Linked DNA regions of Mustela erminea: region 1 is linked to region 2. The links are chromatin contacts, called in public Hi-C maps. All regions are on one chromosome and are shown on one strand. The core of a region is the stretch at or near the end of the contact, and the rest is flanking DNA. Distances in the headings are between cores, read along the strand shown.

Region 1 (6,812 bases), core at 2,808-5,307, 140 kb after region 2:
AAAATTCTCACGGGGCGCCTGGGTGGCTCAGTGGGTTAAGCCGCTGCCTTCGGCTCAGGTCATGATCTCAGCGTCCTGGGATCGAGTCCCGCATCGGGCTCTCTGCTCAGCAGGGAGCCTGCTTCCCTCTCTCTCTCTCTGCCTGCCTCTCCGACTACTTGTGATTTCTCTCTGTCAAATAAATAAATAAAATCTTTAAAAAAAAAAAAAAAAAAAAAAAATTCTCACAATTCCTTAATAAAGACCCCTTGCAGGGTGCCTGGGTGGCTCAGTGGGTTAAGCCTCTGCCTTTGGTTCAGGTCAGGGTCCTGGGATCAAACTCTGCATTGGGTCTCTGCTCGGCAGGGAGCCTGCATCCCCCGCCCCCTCTGCCTGCCTCTCTGCCTACTTGTGATTGTCAAATAAATAATAAAATCTTAAAAAAAAAAAGAAAAAAAAAAAGAATCCTTGCTGTGGAAGATGGTCATTTCATAGTGAAAAGGTATTAGAGAATTTCTTAAAATTTGTTTTTTCTAGAGGGTTAGCCTAAATCTAACTAAGATTTTAAATTCATTAATGAAATGGAACTTTGGACTTTTGACTTTTCAGTACCCTTATTTGTTGTCTTAATTTAAGCTACAGGGAATTATTATTATTGAAAGATTTATTTATTTATTTTGAGAGAGTACAAGCATGGGGATATGCAAACATGGGAAAGGGCAGAGGAAAAGACTCTCAAGCAGACTATCTGATGAACAGGGAGCCTAGTGCAGGGCTTGATCTCAGGACCTTGAGACAGTGATCTGAGTCAAAATCGAGAGTCAGATGCTCAAATGACTGAGCCATCTAGGCATCCTGGGAATTATTTTTTAAAAATTTCGTTCCTTTCAAAATATCACAATATCCTGCCATCCTGCAGATTAACATTGCTAGATTTGGCGGCTAGTCCATTTGTGATTACAGTTAGGAAAAATGCCAGGTGGAAAAACTTAAACATATTCTGCAAATAAATTTAAAACTTCTTTTTGCAAATAAAATATCTAAAATAATATTATGGTAATGAAATGAAACAATACTCACCTTACTTTCAAAAAGATGGTTGTAGGCTGTAACCAAATGGTCCTTGTTAGCTGTCTTGGCCACATTTTTAATGTTTCCTAATAACTTATGTTCTGCAAGAAACTATAAAGAAAAAAAGCTGGTTAGTCAAAATAATCTCCCTCATGTAATAAGGGTCTAAAATTCAGAAAAATGACCTTTTATGTTAGTAATTATATCTTCAATAAAACTACTTATGATGGAAAAAATGAAATAAATATATTTTATACCCTTCTTAACAAAAAAGATTTAAGGAAGATTAAAAAATACAGTGTATTAATAAAAATTATTGACAAGACTGTAACTGTAATACTATGTAGTGGTTACACTGTTGCATACTAATGCTTTTCTCATTACAAAACTTGCAGAACATTTACACAGCAAGCACATTTTGGTAACTGGATGATGCTGCTACTGGCAGGATGTTACTTGGCTATGGTCCTAGGAATCTCCAACCATCTTGGGCCTACCTATCTTGACAAAGCTGTAACTCATTCTTGACTGGGAAGCACTGTTACACAATGCTGGATATATGGTGGTAAAGTGTGTAGGCTGAGGAGTCTGACCATCTGTATTAAAATCCTAGCTATCTGATCTTAAGACAAAGGACTAAGCTTTCCTAAAGACTCCGTTTCGGTATCATAATGGAAGATTAATAACAACATCTATGTCAGAGGGTTGTTCTAAGGATAAATGCAATAGTCCATTTAATACATTTAAACATACAGTTTGTTGCCTGGTGAGAACTCAAAAAATATTAGCTATCAGGACTAATAACAATGTACTTAATAAACCAAAGTAACAGAATTCCACTTCTCTAAAGTTGGCAAACTTAAACTACGTTGGTAAATGGACATGAAAATACTAACTTCATCTCAAAATCAAGCAATGTGGGGATTTTAATAATGTCTTTGTTTTCCTTATTTTATTCCGCTTCCTTTTCTGCCTTTTGGTCCTTGATTCCTCATTTTTGTTATTTTCTCAACGTTGTCCTCTGGCATATTCTGTCCTTTGATAAAAGAACTTTTCTAACACTATCAGTGCTGTATTCTTTTCTCCTCTGCTTTTTCTCTCCCCCAATTAGAGAAATATTCTAAATGATAAAGACTGATGGGGAAAGGTTATTTTGATTAAATGGAAGTATCAGTTGCTTTTAGCACTCAAGTCATTTCTTTTGCAAGATCCCAAAAATATCCAAAATGCAAACATCTTCTTAATATCTTATGATCAATAAAATAGTGACTGTCAAATATAGGCTTAAGTATGTGAATGAATACTGGAGAATATGCACTTAAGATATGCACTTAATCTATCAAAAAATATTTTGATAACTCAAGTCTCTTGAAATTGTCCCGATAGGCCTGTCTTACATTTGATTGTACAGTGTTCTCTAAGAATCTGATGACGTACAGGACTGAGGCATTAAATGTTAACTAATGATAATGCCTAGTTTATTCTATTGTTCCCGTTGAAAATATGAATTGGCTTAAGAGAAAATAACTCCATTAAAATGGTATAAAATGGAATACCTGAGGCATGGTCGTTCTTTTACCCTGTATCACCAAACACTGAGCATAGCTCTTGCTATAGATGTTAAGTATTTGGCTGATGTCAGGATACTTATTCTAGGTGTATGGAACTGGTTGCTAGATAATAACTTTATTTCCTTTTCAAGACACCTCAAAATCGGTGACCTTGATGGATCAGTTGGTTAAGGGACTGCCTTCAGCTGGGGTCATGATCCCAGGGTCCTAGGATGAGAGCCCCACATCCCACTCCCTGCTCTGCAGGGGAGCCTCCTTCTCCCTCTCCGTCTGCTGCTTACTCTGCTTGCGCGCTCTCTCAAATAAACACAATCTTAAAAAAAAAAAAAAAAACTTCAAAATGAAAATAAACATCATTACAGAAGAACCCAGAAAGAAATTTTCTAATGCAAGTTTAGAACTTAAATGAAAAACTGTAGAGAAACCATACAGACTGCTGTTTCTATTTCCCATAAACGGGGAATGCAGAGTGCACGAACTGTGCAGTGGTTCGGCAATTTAAGAGAGGTATGAATGATCTTAATTTCCGAAGGGAAAAAAGTCTGACCAAAAAAACCCAAAAACCACCAAACCAAAGAAACCCCCCGAAACACTTGTGACCAGAGTTGGGTGGTTAAGATGGAGACTAGACTGAAAAATGCAGGGCGTACAAGGATAAAGAATGCCAAATACATCTTAGTTTCTAACAATGGGAGATACTGCACACAAAATGAGCATCTACCTACCCTCAGTATAAAGGTGAAAAGGTCATGTAAAGAGTCGATATTTTAAAAAAGTTAAACCGCAATCTAAGGATTTTTAAAAAATTACACGCAGTAGCGTTCAGTATTTAGTAACTGATGAGAAAAACCAAAACGAACATACCGTTCTCAGAAGTCTTCACAATCCTTACCATTTCTCTAATGGCCTACTCTCCACCGCAGGGGTCTCACCCAGGTCCCTAGAGCTCGGGCACCCGTCCCCACCCCCAGTATCTCCTGAGCTCTTGTTCATGGCTTCCACCCTCACTCAAGGACCCCAATGAGGTTTTAATTATGCGATTTCTTCCTGCCTGCCCCAAGAAATAAAACCGATATCCCCTCCCAAATGGGGCAGCCCGGAAGGGCGGGAGCTTGGCTACCCCGCGCACGCGAGGCCTCTCCGGCCTTCCAGGCCACCGGCCGCGGGAGGACGAGGGCGGGGGCACGGAGGAATACGGAATGTACGGGCATCTCCGGGGGGGTGAGGCGTCCCTCAGCCGCACCAGCCCGGCCGCCCCGCCGCATCTGGTACCGAATCTGAACCGTGGTCCTGTAGAAACTTGATAATGTCCTTCTTGGGTAGCTGCTCGCTGCGCAGCTGCTCCACGGTCCAGGCCCGCTGTGGCACGGCCGCCGCCATCTTCCCCCGCTGCCTCTGCTTTACTGAGCCAGCCCGCCTAGGTTCAGCATCGCCCCGCCCCCGGGGCGTGGCGTGACCCTCGCGTGGAGCTCGAGGGGGCGGGGTCACGGTGCGACGTGGCGGGATTGGTGCGCGTCCTTGAGTGACGTCAAGGCTGTACGTAGAAGGCCTCGGTTGAGTGCGGGTGTGATCCAGATGATGCGGTCATTACGACGGACTGTGCGGGTTACCTGAAGCTGTCGTCTGCACTTAATTGGAACCCCGTCGAGCAACGGGTGTTGGTAGTGGTATTTACCAGCCATTACCTACACTTGTGTATTCCCGACGGGCTGCTATGCCTTTAAGAGCCTGTATATAACCTGCCTAAGAAAACATTCAGACTTCTAATCACGTTTTATCTAGTTCTAGCCTAAAAGTTCACACCTGAATAGGTTCAGTCCTTGCCCGTCAGAACGACCCAAAGCCCACATCTCCCTTTTGAAACTCACCCAAGTGAAATTAAAATACAATTGTTCCCTACCCCGCCGAAGAAGTAAAAACACACGAGAAAATTTTTTTCAAAGCAAGTTCAAGACATTTGACCAAATAAAGCGACGTGAGGAAGCTCCTCGCAGGATGCCGCTTGCGGATGACGACAGTGATATTACTAATGCTCAAAACAACCTGACGGTCCGTGGACTTCGTGTGTCCACGAGGAAGCAAATGTACAGAGGCTATTCCCCAAGCTGCCAAGGTTTAGGGTGGAGAAATCGGGAATTGTATCCAAGCCTGAGGTAGAAAGCTTTCGCTAGACTAGACGAATACCACCCCGACGCGTACCGCTCTATATCATTTATGGAGATGTAACGGTGGAGCCGGGAAAGCCTTCCTTTTTTTGCTTTCGAATTTCCCCACGAATGCGGGACCAAACCATTCACTTCCCTCTTAACAATAAAAATAGTAAAATAATGGGCTGCCTTTGTGAAAAAGAGACCGTGCATTTTTGTTTTTTCGGCTTGGAAAAAGAAATAAGATATTTAATTCAACCTAACCCTTTTGCTTTTCACATCTTTAAAAATACAGCCAACAAGGAATAAGAAATACTCGCTCGATAACGTTAAAGAAATGGGTATCCGTTGTCCCTAGGATCTCAAAGACTTTTTTGTTTTGTTTCGTTTTGTTTTTTGTTTGTTTTTGTTTTATCATTTTAAGCAATATCACTTTAGCAATGAGGCCGGGACACAGTCGTTGGGAACGGAACTTATATTTAGAGTCTGTGAAGAGACTGAACCGCGGACCAAATTCAGACTAACGCCGGAACCGTGCGCATCCGTCTCCGGGAGGCCGCGAGGTTTTCCGGGAAGCTAGCCAATCAGATTTCCGACGCATACTCAGTGGCGGCATTTTCAACTAGATGAACAGGCTGCAGTCCCGCCCTCACGTTCCTCTGTTTTGTGCGAAGGTAGCCGATGGGGATCGGAAGGGTGGCGGTTGAGCTGTTGGAACTGCTAGCGTCTGAGCGAAGCCTTGGGTGGTCGTCATCCTAATGAGCGGACGGCAAAGAACACTTTTTCAGACGTGGGGCTCAAGCATTTCTCGGCCCGCCGGAGCTCCGGGTTGCAGCTCTGGACCTGAGCGGCCTCAGAGCCCTGGCATCTCTAGGGCACATTTTCCTCCCGCTGCAGAGGCTACCGAGGCTCAGCGGGAGTCAGACGATGATGTATTGCTGGTTGCAGTGTATGAGGCGGAGCGGCAGCTGAGTTTAGAGAATGGCGGTTTCTGCACCTCAGCGGGCTCCCTGTGGATTTACCCTACTAATTGCCCAGTGCGGGACTACCAGCTGCACATTGCTCGGACCTCTCTGTTCTGCAACACGCTGGTGTGTCTGCCTACCGGCTTGGGAAAGACCTTTATTGCCGCCGTGGTCATGTACAATTTCTACCGGTGGTTCCCTTCCGGCAAGGTGGTCTTCATGGCCCCCACGAAACCCTTGGTCACACAGCAGATCGAGGCTTGCTACCGAGTGATGGGTATTCCGCAGTCCCACATGGCCGAAATGACAGGTATGTTAGAAAATGGGTTAATTTGAAACTGGGGGGGGGGGTGGGTAACTCGGGAAAGCACGCATTCTGGTGGAAATTGAGCTAAAAGAATTCCTAACCCAGGAGGAATACTCCCCAGATCACAGTATCCGTATTTTCCATTCATTCTCTCTCTTTCTCTCTTAAAAGCTTTTATTTATTTATTTGACAGAGATTACAAGCAGGCAGAGAGGCAGGCGCGGGGGGTAGGGGGTGGAGGAAGCAGGCTCCCCGCTGAGCAGAGAGCCGGATGTGGAACTCGATCCCAGGACCCTGAGATCATGACCTGAACCGAAGGCAGAGGCTTAACCCACTGAGCCACCTAGGTGCCCCTCCATTCTCTCTCTTAAAGCATTATCTATTTGTAACAAGTTTGGCCCTCACCAAAAGGGTTGCTCTCCTCAATTTTCAGAGACTCTCCGTAATTTGTCGGAGTACTTTGAAGCGATTTGTATGTACACCCCATCAGAAGTGAACAGGAGGTTTTCTGGCTTTCTTCCCCAGAAAGATTTCCCAGTTGAAGAACTTACTTTTCTTCAATTATTATGCCATGTTGTAGGAATTCTCTAAAGACAGTCTAGTTGTGTCTCAGCATTAACACTGGGATCACAACAGAGCTTTAAAATTTAACATTTCAATGATTTGTTAAATTGTTCTTGTCTGAAGGCAGATTACCAAAACAGGACTGCATTCTGAAATTAGGTTAGATTATAGATATTTTAAAGGTAACAGTCCTGGTATTTAGAATGTA
Region 2 (6,579 bases), core at 176-2,675:
AATTATGCAGGCGACTGGGTGGCTCAGTCGTGAAGCGTCTGCCTTCGACTCAGGTCATGATCCCAGGGTCCCAGGATAGAGCCCCACATCGGGCTCTCTGCTCGGCAGGAAGCCTGCTTCTCTCTCACCCACTCCCCCTGCTTGTATTCCCTCTCTCGCTGTGTCTCGGTCAAATAAATAAATAAAATCTTAAAAAAAAAAATAAACTTGCATTATCCAGCAACATTATTTACAAAGTATATATTATGGCTAAATATAAAAGGTCATGTGTAACTCAATTATCCTGACTTCACTTGCATTTAAACTGCATGAGAGACTTCAAAAAATAACTCAGCCTTTTCTCAATGGGTCATTATAAAGTAACTAATTGTGTTATTCCTTCAAAAAATAGCTCTTCCACACTTCAAAGAATTCAGCCTCACGCCAGACACTCGAGCTCTTCAATTGTGTCCGCTTAAGTTTCATTAACAAGGAGAGAACGCTAGCCAATAATTCACACTTCGCCTAAAACAAAGAAACGTCTATTATTAGCCCTAAATGTACACGGCAGAATTCTCTTAGGTCCCTGATGCCAAGGACTTCAACCGCAAGTGAAACTGTCTTTGCAATCTGTTTCCAGGAGACTGAAAGGCTGCAGAGACGCGCAAGGATTCTGCAGAGATGCTGGGGTGGCAAAGAGAACGGGAGGAAGGAAGGAGTAAGTCTCAGAGTGGGAACTGCATTAGGAGACTTTGAGAACGTCTCAAAAAGACGTGGTAAGATACAGGAAAAATTGATTACGTTTTTAAAAGAGAATTTTAAATGATGAAAGTAAGGAAAGATGAAAGAAAATCATTAAACTTCCACCACCAGAGGGTAAGCGAAGTAGGAAAAGGAAGGGGGGAGGGCGGAGTATAAGGGCCCCAAAGACCAGAATTTGGGGGAAAAAGGGAAAAAAAAAAAAAAAAGTACCCGAGCTCTGAGCTTGGCCTTGGTCCGAATCTCCAGTCAGTGTACGCGGACGTCAGGAGGGAAGGATCGCACTTACTCCGGGTGCAAAAAGCAACGTATTTACAACGGTAACAAACCCTGCACAAGAAGATGTCGCCTCTCTCCCTGCTAGCTCCCGTGCATTTCTTTACCTCTACGGCAGCACCAGCGTCACTCCTGCAAAACTCTGCCAAAGCCTGCGCCGCAGGAGGACAGCAAAAGGAAAATACCTGAGTCCCAGGAATCACGCCAGCAACGACAGGAGGAGGAGTCGAGGACCACTGGAATCGGGGCAGGATCCTCACTTGTCTTCAAACCCCAATCTTTTCGGGTGGGGCGGGGATGTTCCGCTCCGAGCGGAAACGTCACTTCCGCCTAGTGCCTACACCCTTTTTCGCCTTCTCGGCTCTAGAGACGTTCTCTACTTTCGTAACGTTCTCACTTCCTTTTCCAGGAGCCTGCTGCTTATTCGTAACACCTGACGTGGACTACATAACCCAGCATTCATCACGACACGTCAATTTCCGGGTCAAGGGGTCTGCGCTGGGTAGATCACCATGGAAGCCATCGGTTTGGTCACGTGGTGCCCCTGGTTACGCCCGCTGGCTGCTGTGGGGTCTAGGGCTCCGGCAGGGGCCATTTTGCCGAAGCCAGCCTCTTAAGGGAGACTTGGCAGCTAACTGAAGCTGTTCCTTTTCTTCCCCTGCAGCTTGGGGCTTGGAGAGGAACTGGAAGGCTGGGCTCCATCGAGCCCTTCAGAGACGATGGTTTCCTCCCGCCTCTGCCACCTGACGACCCTCCATGGCGGCTTTGCCCTCTGCGTTGCTCCTGCTGCCGCAACTTCCAGCCCTCTGTGCCTATCGCCTCCAGAGCTGCAGTCGTCCTTCCGCCCCACAGACTGATGATAATCGAGGTGGAGGCACCATGAGAGGCGAGAAAAACTATTGCCGTGGAGCCGCCGGAGACCACGGTTCCTGCCCGCCGACACCTTCGCCTCTGGCCTCGACCCTCTTGATGCCCGCGGAGGCAATCACAAGTAGTTGGTCTGGGTCTGGAGGTGGTTTGTCGGGGGGAGATGAAGACGAGACTCGGCTTCTTCAACTCCTCCGGACCGCGCCAGATCCTTCCGAGGCCTTCCAGGCTTTGCAGGCTGCTTTGCCACGGCGAGGCGGTCGACTCGGCTTCCCCCGACGGAAGGAAGCATTGTATCGGGCCCTGGGCCGAGTGCTTGTGGAAGGGGGTAGTGATGAGAAGCGACTCTGCTTGCAACTCCTCTCGGACGTTATCCGGGGTCAAGGGGAGGCAGGCCAGCTGGAAGAGGCCTTTAGCTTAGCACTTCTGCCTCAGCTCGTTGTCTCCTTACGAGAAGAGAATCCAGCCCTACGGAAAGATGCACTACAGATCCTACATATATGTCTGAAACGTAGTTCTGGACAGGTGCTGAGAACGCTTATACAGCAAGGACTGGAAAGCACGGATGCCCGGCTTCGAGCTGCCACAGCACTGCTGTTCCCGATCTTGCTTACTCCTGAGGATTTGTTGTTCAACCTAGATCTCACTGAGGTAATAATATCCCTCGCCAGAAAGCTTGGCGATCAGGAGATAGAAGAAGAATCTGAGACTGCTTTCTCTGCACTTCAGCAGATTGGGGAACGACTTGGCCAAGAGAGATTTCAGTCCTATATCTCTCGCCTGCCATCTGCCCTGAGGAGACACTACAATCGCCGTCTGGAGGCCCAATTTGGAAGTCAGGTTCCTTATTATTTGGAACTTGAAGCCTCTGGATTTGCTGAAGATCCTCTCCCCTGTACAGTGACTCTTTCTAACAGCAATCTTAAATTTGGGATTATTCCTCAAGAGCTGCATTCAAGATTGTTAGATCAGGAAGACTATAAGAACCGGACTCAGGCCGTCGAGGAATTAAAACAGGTGATAGGAAGATTTAATCCTAGTTCTACCCCTCATTCCAGTCTTGTCGGTTTCATTAGCTTGCTGTATAATTTGTTAGATGATTCTAACTTCAAAGTGGTTCATGGCACACTTCAGGTCCTGCATTTACTGGTTATTCGCCTAGGACAGCAGGTACAGCAGTTCTTGGGACAAGTTATAGCAGCTTCTGTCAAAGTGCTGGCAGACAACAAGTTGGTAATCAAACAAGAATACATGAAGATCTTCCTCAAGCTGATGAAGGAAGTAGGTCCTCAACAGGTGCTTTGTTTACTCCTGGAACATCTCAAACATAAACATTCCAGAGTGAGGGAGGAGGTAGTGAACATTTGTATCTGCTCCCTCCTGACCTATCCCAGCGAGGATTTTGACTTACCCAAACTGTCTTTTAATCTTGCCCCAGCTCTTGTAGATAGCAAACGCAGGGTGCGTCAAGCAGCTCTTGAAGCCTTTGCTGTGTTGGCATCGTCAATGGGCTCAGGAAAAACTAGCATCCTTTTCAAAGCTGTGGATACTGTTGAACTTCAAGATAATGGAGATGGAGTGATGAATGCTGTGCAGGCCAGATTGGCTAGAAAAACCCTCCCAAGGTTAACAGAACAGGGATTTGTGGAATATGCAATGCTTATGCCATCATCTGCCCAGGGTAGGTCAAGCCATCTGGCACATGGAGCAGATACAGACTGGCTTTTGGCTGGTAACAGAACTCAGAGTGCACACTGTCACTGTGGAGACCACACAAGGGACAGCATGCAAATTTATGGATCTTACAGTCCAACTGTCTGTACCCGAAGGGTATTAAGTGCAGGAAAAGGAAAAAATAAATTACCATGGGAAAATGAACAGCCTGGAGTCTCGGGAGAAAACCAGACCTCCAATTCCAAGGACATAGAACAGGTATGCATTTTTGCTAATTGCCTTGAATTGAAACTAGAAAGAATTTAAAATGAACTTAGGCCTGTAATGACTTAAGGGTGAGGCTGCCTTAGGATTGTTATGCTTTGTTTTTAATTTGGTTTGAATGGTGATGTGCATATCTACTGTATCTATTATATAGATACAGATCAGGTAGGAACATTTAATAGGCTTACAGCTTGATGGATTTCATTGAATTTGAGGCACAATATGATAGTGACAATACTAGGATTTCAGTTTTGGTCTGTCCATTTGGGATATCGATTATTTCATCCATAAATAAACCATAAAATATTTAGTACATGTCAGATGAAGAGCTAAGTTCTGTTAATGAAGATGAGACTGGTTCCATGAAGTTTAGGGAAAAGGTCAGACCTGTAAATGGACAGTATCAAGTTTGTTAAGGACTGAGGTAGAAATATAAAGAGTCTACAGGAATATAAAAAGAGAAAAAATAATATAACTAGAAAAGTTTAAAAAGTCTTCCAAGAAGATGTGACATCTGAACTGATTTTCTCCCAAATTTTTTATTTTGAAAATTGCAAATCTATAAATAACTTAAAAGAATTGTATAATGAATATCCATCTACTTTATTTATATTTACCAGATGTCATCTTGCCATGTGTGCTTCACATTTGCTGAACCATTTGAACGCAAGTGCAGATATCTTGATATTTCATTCCTAAATATTTCCATATATATCGTCTAAGAATGGCATTTTCCTTTATCACATTATTAACACACGTCAGAAAATCAATAGTAATTCATTAATATCTAATATATAGTCTGTATTTAAATTTCTCCAATTGTCCCTTAAAAAACGTTTTCTAGTATTTGTTTTACTTTAATCATCCAGATTCCAGTCAAGGTTCATGTAGTTAATTTGTCTCTTATCTAGAACAATATACCTCCTTGTTTGTTTCTTTCATGACATTGACTTATTTGAAGAATTTGGGGTAGTTTTGTAGAATTTTCTGCATTTCTTAATTTATCTGATTGTTTCTTTATGATTACATTCAAGATAAACACTTTTAGCAAAAATGTTACATAGGAGATGTTGTGAACAGGACATCACATCCGGAGACATATAATATCAGGTTGTCCTGCTACTGGTGAGCTAAATTTTACTACTGGGTTTAGGTAGTGATAACCAGACACTCTATTGTAAAGTTTATCTTCCTCTTTATAATTAGCACACGATCTGCAGGATGATACTTTGAGACCCTATGAATAACCCAACAACCTTTCAGCCACTGTTGCCAACATCCAGTAATGATCCTTACCTATTCCATTTATTATATCAAGGGCTGCAGAGAAACAGTATCTGTTTTTTTTATTCTTACATTCTATATTTGTTATCTGGCATTCTTTTTTGTTCTGTATTAAATACACCAGTATTCCTTTTGATGCTAAAATTGGCTCAAAGTTGACCAGTGGCTGACTCTTATGTCCACTGAGGTGACTCTCTAGTCTTTGAACACTTCCTTTACTTCAGGATGTCCAGGCTTACCTTGTACCTTTCTTGTGCCAGACCTGAAATCAGCCATTTTTTCAAGAACACTAAAACTGCTTTTGTAGTTAAGAGTAGAATTTAAAAACCAAAGTCTATATATAAATGTACTCATTGCTATTGTTTACCATTGTGGATTGGTCCTGATTTCAGTGGATGAACCAGGGAGTACCTTTTTTTTTTTTTCTTTCTTAAATCATACTGATACTTCTAATTCAAATCCAGCACCACAGGGTTTTTCCTCATCTTTCTTTCGTCCATATCTATACCTTCCTTTTCCCACAGTAAAACCCTGGTTTCCAGTGTCAGTCATATTCATATGCTGTATTCTTTAATTCACAAAAAAATAATTACTACAACAATAACATAACAACTAACTACCTACTAAAGGTCAAGATTTCTTTGCAGGTCTTCTTCTGCTTGGAATTATTCCACAGAATTTTATTTTCAAACTCTTCTTAATTATTTTCTAAGTGATTATGATTTAAATGGTGTGATAAAAGATGAATAGAGTTTTGCTAAGTATGGGTGGATCCTAGTGAATTTCAGAGGGAGAGAGTATCTTTATTCCCTGGGAGGGTCACCTGGGTGGCTGAGTCGGTTAAGCATCTGCCTCAGGTCAGAGAGTCCCACATCAGGTTCCTTGCCCAGGTGGAGGAGGAGGCAGGGTGGGGGGTTAAGGCAAGGGGGTGCTGGAATGGGTGTGTGTGTCTACTTTTCTCTCTCCTTCTGGCCCTCCCCTTCCATTCATGCTGTTTCTCTCTTTCTCTCTCAAGTAAATAAGTAAAATCTTTAAAAAAACAAAAAGGAATGCCTTATGGAAAGACTTAGAAAATTAGTAAGAAATGGTGAGTTTCTGCAAGGCTGAAACTGTATGGTAGGCGGTAATAGAAGATGATACTAGATACTTACATAATCTAGTTATATGGTTATTCTCCTGTATTGTAAACATTACCTGGCAGTGAATAGTTTTCCATAAGCATGGATCTTAACGCTGCTTATTCTGTGTCAAATCTAAAATGTTAGTGTATTATGATTCTGGTGGTAGCCGAAGTACCAAGAATCTGAAAATAAGTGCATTTTTGAAATTCCAGTCTGGACATATGTTGCTTTTAAAAAATAGAACTTAATCCCAGAAATTAAGTTTTACTTTCTTACTCATAAATATTTTGTAGAAGAACTACACTGGAGTTTATCTTGAGGACAGTGATTAAATATTTAAATGTTTTTACGTATG

Evidence for each region. Hi-C and Micro-C count contacts between places; a contact is called where the count stands out from the background.
Region 1: a Hi-C map of spleen shows a contact between it and region 2, with 4 times the contacts expected there. The contact joins the promoter of FKBP3 here to the promoter of TOGARAM1 in region 2. A contact is called at or near these places in 2 of 3 Hi-C or Micro-C datasets (skeletal muscle and spleen).

Annotation. Positions count from the first base shown.
Region 1 is chr5:94,668,563-94,675,374 of mMusErm1.Pri, forward strand. FKBP3 (peptidyl-prolyl cis-trans isomerase FKBP3) reads right to left here and starts at 4,058. Exons shown (of 7, transcript XM_032344137.1): 1 at 3,894-4,058; 2 at 1,060-1,161. The coding sequence starts at 4,001. It overlaps FANCM (Fanconi anemia group M protein), which reads left to right and starts at 5,198. Exons shown (of 23, transcript XM_032344126.1): 1 at 5,198-6,043. The coding sequence starts at 5,527.
Region 2 is chr5:94,529,120-94,535,698 of mMusErm1.Pri, forward strand. It overlaps TOGARAM1 (TOG array regulator of axonemal microtubules protein 1), which reads left to right and starts at 1,426. Exons shown (of 20, transcript XM_032344110.1): 1 at 1,426-3,813. The coding sequence starts at 1,771. It overlaps KLHL28 (kelch-like protein 28), which reads right to left and starts at 1,329. Exons shown (of 5, transcript XM_032344120.1): 1 at 1,200-1,329.